2 separate regions of the Danio rerio genome follow, and region 2 is linked to region 1. Evidence: chromatin contacts called from public Hi-C data. All regions are on one chromosome and are shown on one strand. Each heading gives the region's core, a stretch centred on a gene start, on an enhancer-like site or on the middle of the called end of the contact. The rest is flanking DNA. Distances are from core to core; before and after follow the strand shown.

The links. A called contact is a pair of places that touch in the nucleus more often than the background predicts.
Region 2: a contact with region 1 is called in a Hi-C map of an unstated tissue, with 2.8 times the contacts expected there. The contact joins the enhancer-like site here to the promoter of mntb in region 1. A contact is called at or near these places in 2 of 18 Hi-C or Micro-C datasets (hematopoietic stem cells and an unstated tissue).

Annotation. Positions count from the first base shown.
Region 1 is chr21:42,745,464-42,751,770 of GRCz12tu, reverse strand. It overlaps mntb (MAX network transcriptional repressor b), which reads right to left and starts at 2,973. Exons shown (of 6, transcript NM_001103111.1): 1 at 2,726-2,973. The coding sequence starts at 2,798.
Region 2 is chr21:42,930,022-42,936,328 of GRCz12tu, reverse strand. It overlaps rskrb (ribosomal protein S6 kinase related b), which reads left to right. Exons shown (of 11, transcript XM_073935474.1): 5 at 1,759-1,866; 6 at 4,463-4,503; 7 at 4,620-4,647; 8 at 5,324-5,413; 9 at 5,564-5,652. The coding sequence starts at 1,803. Among named protein-coding and RNA genes, the nearest start is that of rskrb, 14 kb to the left of the region's middle. Within about 2 kb of position 4,703, at least 8 of the 62 cell types and tissues checked have an H3K27ac peak or open chromatin away from gene starts, as enhancers often do.

The sequences.
Region 1 (6,307 bases), core at 1,724-4,223:
TGGCGCGAGCCTGATGGAGCGATTGTTTACAAGTGTGGAGTCCCGTGAAGGAGCTCCAGAAGGAAAGTTTTGTTTTGTGTTTACCTCATAGTTAAAGTTGTTGCACGTCTGCCGGTTCCTGCCTCAAAATGAGCGAGTTTGAGCCACTTGTACATCCCGGAAGTGTTCAGAAAAAGCAAAACAGCAGCGAAGAAACTCAACACAGAAGAACATTTACACCTCACTGCCAATTAGAGTTTCGAAAGTGCTAATGCAGACCAACAGAGACAGCGTGCAGAAGTATAAATGCACAGCCACAAGCGTTGCATGCGCTGTGGGTCACACCGGTCACTTGACGCAGAAGTATAAACCAGGCTTTAACAATAAAAATAAAAAAAATAAAAAAAGAATTTCGCAAGTGAGGTTAGAACACGGATCGACGGCGTCGTAACGCAACGTGCTGATCACTGGACCACAATGGCACTGTTATACTTCTGTGGCCCGAATGATATTGACATCATCATTACCTTGAAGGCTGCATTGTGCTTATGGGGCTGCCGGACAATAAATAAGAAGAGCGGAGCTGCGGCAAAATGATGAATAAAAAGAGTGAGGCTATGGTCAAATAAATAAATAAATGAAAAAAAGTGTGACTGCCGAGAGTGCAAGCAGCTAGAAACACCAGCCCTCGCGGCCAAAAAACGGACTGGCCCACCGGGAATTCTCCCGGTCCTCCCGATTAGCCAATCCGGGCCTGATTACTAGGGCCAGACGGAATCTGCTGAGGTTTTTTGCTATTTCTGCAGAGAATTTTTCATGGCAATTATTTTGGGAGTATCCAGCGGAGTATCATAACTAAAACCTTAATATGTAAAATAAAAGTAATAAATTACTGATTAAAAACTGAATAAATTTGTAAAATAAAAGTAAAAAAATAAATAAACAGAATTAATGATGGGCTAAAAAACTGCAGAAATCTGCGTGCGCAGATTCCGTGTTGGCCTACTGATTACATACGTCACAAACACGTCACAACTTAACAAGCGGATTCACTTGGAAAGCAAAATTAAAATTTAAAGGATCTTTTTTCTTTAAAGCTGAAATATGATTAAACAACAAATATCTTTCAGCAGGACTAGCAACTTGATTGCAAACTGAAAGTCTCCATACTTCAGTATCATTTGTTAATGTTTAGAGCATAAATTAAGGTATCTTAGTGCAGATTCTCAGAAAACAAGACCTGAATTCTTCATTTTGCATCTCAAGTATATGAACCTTCATTTAGGCATGTCATTTAGATGTATATTTTTGCATCTATTATATATTTGCTTTCAATCTGTTTATAAAATCCCTTAAGGTGATCTGTTTGGCCAAAATGTACATTTTGCTCACTCTCAAGTGGTTCTGAGTCTACAATTACGAGTGTCTTTATTCTGTTAAACACAAAAGAAGACACTTTGGCGAGTGTTAGAAACCTGTAACTATTGCACAGTCGGAGAAACAAACGCTATGGGTGTCAATGACTGCAGATTATGTTCACAACATCTTCTCTTGTGGTCAGTTTTTGGTGAACTATCCCTTTACTGATAGCACAGTTTAATGAGGGAGTTGTTCTGTTTAAATACCCCCCAACAAGGGGTCTTCAATTTGAGATCGCATGCAGTTTTCCAGATCTGGTACAAGGTCAAATGTTGTGCAAGAGAATGCAAAGTATGCACATCCGAATAGAGAAAAACCTACAGAGACGTTCAAAAATACTGCAAGCACTGTTCAGCATCTGTATTCCAAGAAAATCAGTCTGCAGAGTAGACCAGCGTGCAAAGCTCAAACTTGGATATGCATGAAAAAATGCACATTATATAACTTCTGCATTGAGGGAGGGCGGCGATGCCCTATTTTCTCCCCGGTTTGTGACCTGAGGAGGGAGGGGGGGCTGTCTGGCGCGCACGTGGTCGGAGAGGGCGGACTTTTAGCACGCGGTATTTGCTGTGGGCGTGGCTTCACTGACACGTCATCTTGAGAATGAAACAAAAAGCCTCCTGCTCCGTTTAAAACGACAAATGTGTCGAGGGTGAATTGTGACTTTGATTGTTTCATGGATTGTCGACGTCTAGAAGGTTTGAGAACTTTAAAAAGCCGATGAGGAAATAAATACGAGGAAGTATGAACAGAAAAGTAGGCTGGTCCTGAAAGTCATGAGCGAGATAAGCGCTCGGCAATGTCATTATGTAAAAAAAATCCTTTAGTCTATTGCCACCGCCCAGAGGATAAGAAACACGACGTTCGCTACTTTGAATGAACTTGTTTACTGATACATTGTTGATAAATACCGTTCGTGTTGTTTTAGGAATACAACAAAGCCAATATAATTTTTTTTAAATGTGTGTGTGGCAGTAAACATAAAACACACGACGGCCCGAGTACAAATGTACCCACCCACCGCAGCGCTATTGAGCGAGTATAGTAGCACACTATATATAGCCTGGATTTAACCCGGAAACCGAGTAAGCGAAATATGCCCCAGTCACGAACACTGCAGCCTACAAACACTGGAAACCAGTGGATACCATCACCCAGCTATTATTCACAATGCTTGCAGCTTTTACAAGAAAATATCACTGCAGTTTGTTTCTCTTGAAGTGCACCGGCATGAATACGCAATTTGCATGGTTAAATCCCAGGCAGTTCATACATATCCCACATATCCCTTTTATCTATGCAATCACCCACGTCCCCCCCGCCTTACCACGTGTAATCTGTTGTTGCTGGGCTTGCCACTCCAAATACCTGGCCGCCTCCAATAAGGTCTCGATACTCATTTTGAACACCGATTAAACGCGTTCCCGTTCAACTGTGTGCAAGCCCCCGGTGCGGATTTGTGTAGTGGGTTAATCACAGTATAATCCACCGGCTTCCAAAGACAGTCATAAGACATCCAGGGCGCTCCCGAAATTCATCAGAAACACATTACTTCACTGGCAACAAGATGGCGATTGGAGTAACAGAAAACACAACAAGGCATACCGTTCAGGATCCGCCCTCAGCGGCGCTACTCCTCCCTCCTACTACCAGCGACGGGAAACCACGGCGGAACCACGCTGTCACGCAGAGCCGACGGAACGGCATTCCGCACTGAGCTAAATCCCATGATGGACGTCGAAATGTTTATACAAGTGATATTTATGACATGCATAGATACACAAGACACTGTAGGGGATGTACATATGTGTTTCTGTGCGCTTGGAAGAGCGAAAATAGAGAATATGGTGTGAAGCGTGCGTGTACTCCATTTTCCGGGTTTTCGCGGCAGCTCTGCCCTGCAGTACATTAGCACATGATTAAAACATGTCGATGCGAGGGAACCAATGAGCGTGGAGAACAACAAGGCATGGTGTCTGTCCACATGGGCAGCCGCTAAAGGCTGAGCGCGGCTCATTTGCATGGCGAGACCGAGTATGGCAGGCGGGGTTATTACATTTATCGCTTTCATTAAAGGGCACCTATGGTGAAAAAATCTACTTTTCAAGCTGTTTGGACAGACATGTGTGTAGGTATAGTGTATAGACCGTCATATTGGGGTGATTTAATCACAACCAGTCCTTTTTTTTCAATTTAACAACATAAAAACGGTGGACCAATTGGAGCGGTTTAAGACCGACCACAACTTAACGTATGAGTGTGGTTCCTCCCACTAATATTTATTGACATGTGCGCAAGGGAAAACCCTTGCTCTGTTTTAGGATGTAAGGCTCATTGGACTCAACAGAGATTTTACATTTAGCCGTCATTTGCGCTGAACACACAATGAATGCTACGTATCAAGATTCGGGTCATTAAAAACAGTTTTCACACTCTCTCTGAAAACACTCGATTGACCACATGAGCCCCTTTCACACATACAGACCTTTCCGGAAAATTGCCGGCAATTTTCCGGAAAGGTTGTATGTGTGAACAGGTCCTTTTTGAAAATACCGGTAAATTTGTTCTGGCTATTTTCCGGATAGAGAAGCTGTAACATTACCGGCAATTTGCCGGAATGCTGCGCTGTGTGAATGCAGAAGGAAGATTTTCGTAATAAGCGCGTGCACGTCTAGAACGTGCTGACGTGAGACGTCTGCTTTAGCCAATCACAACAGTCAGACGCATTTACGTCCGCGCGGTTTGTGAGGATAAAAGCCTTTGAATATTTTTCCAGACACATTTAGCTGCTAGAAGTTAGTCAGATCACGTTTATATGTTCTTCTTAATGCCAACTGTGTAAATAATCATCAATGAGATGCTTATGATAAGCCGTTGTTTGTTTACCTTCAAGCTTTGCGTGCGCCTATGAGCGCCTGCACACACACATATTATGAACATCTCGACATGCGAAAGTGATCCTGCGAAAGTTGTTCACAATATTGATCATCCACAGAGTTTGTAATTTAGTCAAATGTTTACAAATACAAGCGCAGCCGTTTAAAGCTCATTTGTGGTGAATGATGTCAGAATTTACCGGTATTTTGGAGTGGATGTGTGAATGCTCTTTTCCGGAAAATTTCCGTAACGTCCTCGCCTGTGTGAACAGCGCTTTTTTGAATATACCGGTAAAGTCGTTCCGGAAATTTTCCAGAAATTTACCGGTATCACTGTGTGAAAGGGGCTATGGTCGCTCTCATAGGGTTTGCACAACTGTGTACCTTTATTGCGTCTTCCTTAAACTTCAGCCGTTTGCATTTCCTGCTGTCATAGAAGCACCCTGTCATCTCAACTAGGTGCACCTAAACAGTGTGAGCGCAATTGCCCCGCATGCGCGTCCCTCCATTGGAAATAACAAACTTGCCTTAGTTATAGCCTCAGTCAAAGTTAATCCAGTGTGCGTGGTTATTAGTCTCTGTGTACAAGCGCGTAACTTTAAAACTACAGTTGGCATAACTTTTAGTTGCCGCAGTTTTGTTCGGTGCAAAAACACGGTGTCAAGAGGCCTTTATGATTAATTAACCGTGACGAATTAAAGTGCTGTTAATAGTGAAACTGGTTAATCGCTGCATCACTATACGGATGACACATGCATCGTTACATAGCGGCTGCAAAACTAAACAAAGACTCAAATGATTTTGTAACTACCACTCTGACACATTCTGGCACATTAGGATTATTGATTCCTCAACAGTAGTCTCTGCTTTGTCTGTGTCCGAATCATACATGTACGGCTGAATGATGGTCCTCTCACTCATGTTGCTTCTCTCTGTCTGCCAGTCTGTTGGCATACATTAGGCATGAGTCATGACCAACCCTGTTCCTGGGGATCGACGTTCCTGCAGATTTCCGTTGCAACCCATATCAAACACACCTGCCTGTTATTATCAAATGCTGTTCAGGTCCTAACTAATTGGTTCAGGTGTGTTTGCTCATGGTTGGAGCTCCACCCCCTTCTTAAGGTGGATGGGAATTTGAAACTAATTTTCATGTGAAACAACACACCCCTAAAACAACGAACCATGTACACTTTTGACACTTTTAACACAATATAATAAAAAAATCTGAATTGTGTTTTGAACTGAACCTAAACCGACCCACTCAGAAGAACCATAATATTAATATTAAATCTTAAAAACAATTTAAAATAGGTGCCCTTTAAAGTTATTGCACACTGAAACCGAAATTTCCGTCAGTAAATTTCGCATGTATAAAAATAAAATCAACCTCTTATTGTGTCAATATTGACACACTGCCACTGAAACTTTCATCCATCATAAAATTTCTGGAACCTGCGGGTCTGACTTTTTTCAGCTTTTTGCAAATGAAAAAAACTATTTGAGGGGTGTTTTGACTGTTCAGAGCCACTGTACAAACAAAAAGCTAAACACCGAATGCCGTCATTTGAGCTACAGATAACTTTATAACAAACACATAGCATAAAATAAAACCCAACCCCACCCCTAACCCCAACCATCATTGGGTGATGAGCAAATCGTACAAAATTGTACGAATTAGATCATTCGAATTCATACGATTTAGCCACTAAATCAAAAAGTTACGAATTGCCATGAGATTGCGTTTAAAGTGTCACAAGCAATGTATCAAAATTCCTCCGATTTCCTGAAATAAACTATGCATTTGGGGATGATCCAGCGCAGCTCGTTAATAATGAGCTGAACTCTTCTTCCTCTATGCAGTATTGGATAAACAATAAGTAGCCTATTCCTTTTTTTTTTCTTCATTGGAGAAGAGAGCAGAACAAAGTATCACTGCTTAAATTTAACACCGAAATGTTTCGCATGTTTTTCGTAATGTATGAATTAAGACGCATTGGACTCTGTGTGCAGGATTTGTTCATTCATTCATT
Region 2 (6,307 bases), core at 3,454-5,953, 180 kb before region 1:
GATAGATGGGTGTATGGATGTTTCATGATTTTTGATTGATGGATGAATGGATGGATGATACATGATTATGGATGGATGGATGGGTGGGTGAATGGATTGATGCCTTACCCTGCTTTGGATGGATGTTATATAATTTTTAATGAATATGTGGATGGATGAATAGATGGGTGGATGGATGTTACATGATTTTTGATTGATAGATGTATGGATGGATGATATATGATTGTTGATTGATGGATGTTACATTTGATGGATGGACGGATAGGTACATGAATGGATAGATGAATGTTGCATGATTATGGGTGGATGGGTGAATGAATGGATGCCTTACCTTGCCTTGGATAGATGTTACATGATTTTTAAAGGATATGTGGATGGGTGCATAGATGGGTGTATGAATGTTATATAATTTTTAATTGATGGATGGATGATACATTATTTTTGATGGATGGATGTTTCTTTTGATCGATGGATCAATGCATGAATGGATAGTTGGATGTTACATGATTATGTGTGGATGTGTAAGTGGATGGATGCCTTGACTTGGCTTGGATTGATGTTGCATGATTTCTAATGAATATGTGGATGGATAAATAGATGGAATGGTGGATGTTACATTTGATGGATGGATGGATCGGTGCATGAAAGGCCTTGGATGGATGTTACATGATTTTTAATGGATATCTGGATGGATAGATGAGTGTATGGATGTTTCATGATTTTTGATGGATGAATGGATGGATGGATGGATGGATGGATGGATGGATGGATGGATGTTACATTTGATGTATGGATGGATGGGTGCATGAACAGATAGATGGTTACATGATGATGGATGGATGGATGGATGGATGGATGGATAGATGGGTGAATGGATGGATAGATGGGTGAGTGGATGGATATCTTACCTTGCCTTGGATTGTTATTCATTATTTAATGGATATGTGGATGGATGAATAGATGGGTGAATGGATGTTACATGATTTTTGATGGATGGATGTTATGTTTGATGGATGGATGGATGGATGGATGGATGGATGGATAGATGGATGGATGCCTTGCCTTGGATGGCTGTTACATGATTTTTAATAGATGGGTGGATGGATGGATGGATGTTACATTTTTTTGATAGACAGATAGACAGACAGACAGACGTTAGATAGACAGACAGACAGACAGACAGACTCCGTTTACTAGACTTTCCCCCAATCCAGTTACACAAAAGACCAAAAGGACACAGATTCCAGTTGAAGCCACTTAATAGTTTCTCTGTCAGGTTTTAGAGCACCTCCACCCAAACCTCAGTACTTTTCCCCTGTGTTTGATTTCCAGTGACCCTGACTGCACTTGTCAAAGTGAACTTCCTTCTTCCACTATGATGTCCCTTGAATGCTTTTTCCTCCTAAATCTACAGTGGTGAACGTGTCACTTCCTTTGATCACACCACCTGACTCCTCTGTTCACAGCTTGTTTTGCTCCCTTTTTATCAACTCTTCATTCAGCCTTCATGTTTATCACTGGGATCTTCAAGGTTAAGATTCTGTTTATTAGCAGAATGTTCTAGACTTGGTCTGTCCATGATGTTTGGCGAATGGATGAAGGCGTCGCTGCTACAAACAGATGGTCTCCTGAATCTGGTCATCTCCCAGACCGACAGATGTTTTCTCTGCAGTCGTTTCATGTTGGATTCGAATGTTTTGAGGATTTGTTGACTCTGGCGGTGTTTATATGCTGTGATTGCGTTTATTTTCCCTCTAGTGTGTGATTACTGCAGCACAGGGGACTTGTACACATACTGGGTGATGATCGGTCAGTTTGGAGAGGACGTGGTCAAAGTGTTCGCTGCTGAATTAGGTTCTGCTCTAGGTAAGCACATATTTCATGACTTATACATGATGTATTGAGAAACAACACTGATCAGATGTAGAGAATCCTCACAGGTACTGCTGATAAACTAAACATACAGTTGATGTCAGGATTATTTGCCCCACTGTATATTTTTTTCACCAATTTTGGTTAACAGTAATGCTTTTTCAACACATTTCTAAACATAAAATTTTAATAAATCATTTATAATAACTAATTTATTTTATCTTTGCCATGATGATGACAGTATATAATATTTTACTAGATATTTTTGAAGATACTAGTATTCAGCTTAAAGTGCCTTTAAAAGGCTTCACTAGGTTAGTTAGATTATTTAGGCAAGTTAGGGTAATTAATTAGGTAAATCATTGTAAAACAATCGTTTGTTCTGTAGACTGGACCAAAGATTAGATAGATAGATGTTACAGGACATTATGGATGGATGGATAGATGGACGGATGGATGTTACATGATTTTGATGGATGGATGGATGGATGGATGGATGTTACATGATTTTGATGAATGGATGGATGAACAGATGTTACATGATTTTGATGGATGGATGGATGGATGGATGGATGGATGTTACATGATTTTGATGGATGGATGGATGGATGAACAGATGTAACATGATTTTGATGGATGGATGAATGGATGGATGGACAGATGTTACATGATTTTGATGGATGGATGGATGGATGGATGGATGGATGGACAGATGTTACAGGACTTATGGATGGATGTTACATGATTTTGATGGATGAATGGATGAACGGACAGATGTTACATGATTTTGATGGATGGATGGATAGATGGATGGATGTTACATGATTTTGATGAATGGATGGATGGATGAACAGATGTTACATGATTTTGATGGATGGATGGATGAACAGATGTAACATGATTTTGATGGATGGATGGATGGATGTTACATGATTTTGATGGATGGATGGATGGATGAACAGATGTAACATGATTGTGATGGATGGATGGGTGGATGGATGGATGAATGGATGGATGGACAGATGTTACATGATTTTGATGGATGGATGGATGGATGGATGGACAGATGTTGCAGGACTTATGGTTGGATGTTACATGATTTTGATGGATGGATGGATTGATGGATGAATGGACAGATGTTACTGTTACATGATATGGATGGATGGATGGATGGATGGATGGATGGATAGACAGGTGTTACATGATTTAAATAGATGGACAGATTTTACATGATTGTGATGGATGAAAGGATGCATGGGTGGATGAATGGACAGATGTTACTGTTACATGATATGGATGGATGGATGGATGGATGGATGGATAGACAGGTGTTACATGATTTAAATAGATGGACAGATTTTACATGATTGTGATGGATGAATGGATGCATGGGTGGATGGATGGACAGATGTTACAGGACTTATGGATGGATGTTACATAATTTTGATGGATTGATGGATGGATGGATGAATGGACAGATGTTACTGTTGCATGATATGCATGGATGGATGGATGGATGGATAAACAGGTGTTACATGATTTAATAGATGGACAGATTTTACATGATTGGATGGATGGATGGATAGATGCATGGATGGATGGATGGATGGACAGATGTTACATGATTTTAGTCAATTTTCCCCCCAATTTGTCAATATTTTGTCTGCCACTAAATCACTGTTAATTAGCAAGCCAAAACTCAATTTACATTTTTATATATTTTAGGTTATGATTTATTCCTGGGATGGCAAACTTGTATCATTATTCCATCCTTCAGAAATGATTTAAATATACTGATTTGCTGCTCGGGGAAATGTTTCTTTGTTGTTCTGCTTAATGTATTGTGGAAACCAGATTTATTTTAAATAAATCATTTGTAATAATATAAATGTCTATTGTTATTGTTATTTTAAATGAATTGAATAGGTTCTTGTTAAATAACATTGATCTTATTATAAATTTTTATTAACCCAAATGTTATTATATTATATTATATTATATTATATTATATTATATTATGTTATGTTATATTATATTAAGTTATATTATATTATATTATATTATATTATATTATATTATATTATATTATGTTATGTTGTTATATTATATTATGTTATATTATATTATGTTATGTTATATTATATTATATTATGTTATGTTATGTTATATTATATTAAGTTATATTATATTATATTATGTTATATTATATTAAGTTATATTATATTATATTATGTTATATTATATTAAGTTATATTATATTATATTATATTATATTATATTATATTATATTATATTATATTATATTAGGATATATTATATTATATCATGATATATTATATTGTATTTTATTATATTATATGATATTATATTATGATGTATTATACTATGTTATGTTATATTTAATTTATTTTTAATTTAATTTAGCTTAATTTTATTTTATTTTATTATATGATATTATATTATAATATATTATATTATATTGTTATGATATATTATATTATATTATTTTATGATATATTATGTTATATTACATTAAATTATTATATTATATTACATTACATTACATAACATTATATTTCTTATTTTTCAGGCTTTCTTCATGACTGTGCAATCATCCATCGTGATGTGAAGGTATACACGGTTTCATATGTAATGTTTTAAATTCAATTAATTGAACTTTGATGTCATAAATATGATCTTTAAAATGTCTAATTACAGAATTGTTCTCTGCTTTATTTTTTGAACAGATGGAGAACGTCCTGCTAACAGATCAGGGTAAGGCAGTGTGTATTCTCCGGTCTCTCCAGTGGAGGGCAGTCTGTGCCAATTGTTGTTGTTTTTTCTCATGTAAACATGGAACGTTCCAGAACATCCAGGCTTCACACTTTTAAGCCGAAGAATAGGCCTAGATTATTGAAACAAGCATTACTGTTTTCCCAGCACATTCTTATTGTAATTTTGAATTATCACTGCAGTATTAAAAGTCAAATGTCATCAACAATTAATATTTGTTTTACATGAGAGCTATTTATAGTTATACACAGTTTTCAATACTATTCGCCCTCCTGAGATTTTTTGTTTGTTTGTTTTTTGTGATGTCTAACAGAGCAAGTTTTCACAGTATTTCTGATAGTATTTTTTCTACCGGAGAAAGTCTTATTTTATTTATTTCGGCTATTGGCCATTTTAAGGTCAATATTATTAGCCCCCTTAAGCAATATATTTTTTTATTGTCTACGGAATAAACCACTGTTATACGATGATTTGCCTAAATAAACCAGTTAAGCCTTTAAATGTCACTTTAAGCTGTATAAAAGATATCTTGAATATGATATGATATATGATCAACTTCAACTGTACATTTATGTATACATGTAATTAATAATAAACGATAATATACATATTATTATTATTAAGTGTTGCTATGTAAATGTCTGATATTGTGTTACAGGCCACCTACGTCTGGCTGATTTTGGTTTGTCCCGTCGCCTTGAGCGTGGAGGAAGGGCGTTCACTATCTGTGGAACAATCCAGTATATGGGTAAATCTATAATGACACTGATGTGACATAAATAATGTACATAAATAAACACTTTATAACGTGAGATTTATAGCTGAACTAATGCAAGGGCATTTATATTTGGAGCAGTGTGGAATGTAAGCAAAATTCGTATGAAATGTGTCTTTTAAGCTCCTGAAGTCCTTAGCGGTGGTCCCTATAACCACGCTTCTGACTGGTGGTCGCTCGGCATCCTGCTCTTTGCGCTGGCCACTGGAAAGGTGAGGTCAATGCACAAATATATGTACAAACATCTGTTTTTCTCCCTGATATGATAAAAGAGAAGATGCTTTATTTATTTAGAAATAGAGATACGATTGAAATCAGAATTTTTAGCCCCCTTGTTTATTTTTTCCCCAATTTCTGTTTAACGGAGAGAAGATTTTTTTCAACACATTTCTAAACATAATAGTTTTAATAACTCATCTCTAAATAACTGGTTTATTTAATCTTTGCCATGATGACAGTAAATAATATTTGACTAGATATTTTTAAGACACTTTAATACAGATTAAAGTGACATTTAAAAGCTTAACTAGGTAAACTAGGGTAATTAGGCAAGTTATTGTATAATGATAGTGTGTTTTGTAGACTATCGAAAAAAATATGGCTTAAAGGGGCTAATAATTTTGACTTTAAAATTATTTTTCCAGCCGAAATAATAGAAATCAGAGTTTCTCCAGAAGAAAAAATATTATCAGACCTACTGTGAACATTTCCTTGCTCTAAACATTATTTGGAAAATATTTGTAAAAAAAAATTCAAAGGGGGCTAATAATTCTGACTTCAACTGTATTTTATAACTTTGATTCACAGTGAAATATATTTTTGAAATTAAACATAAATTTACAATTTTAACATTCATATAAGGGTCAA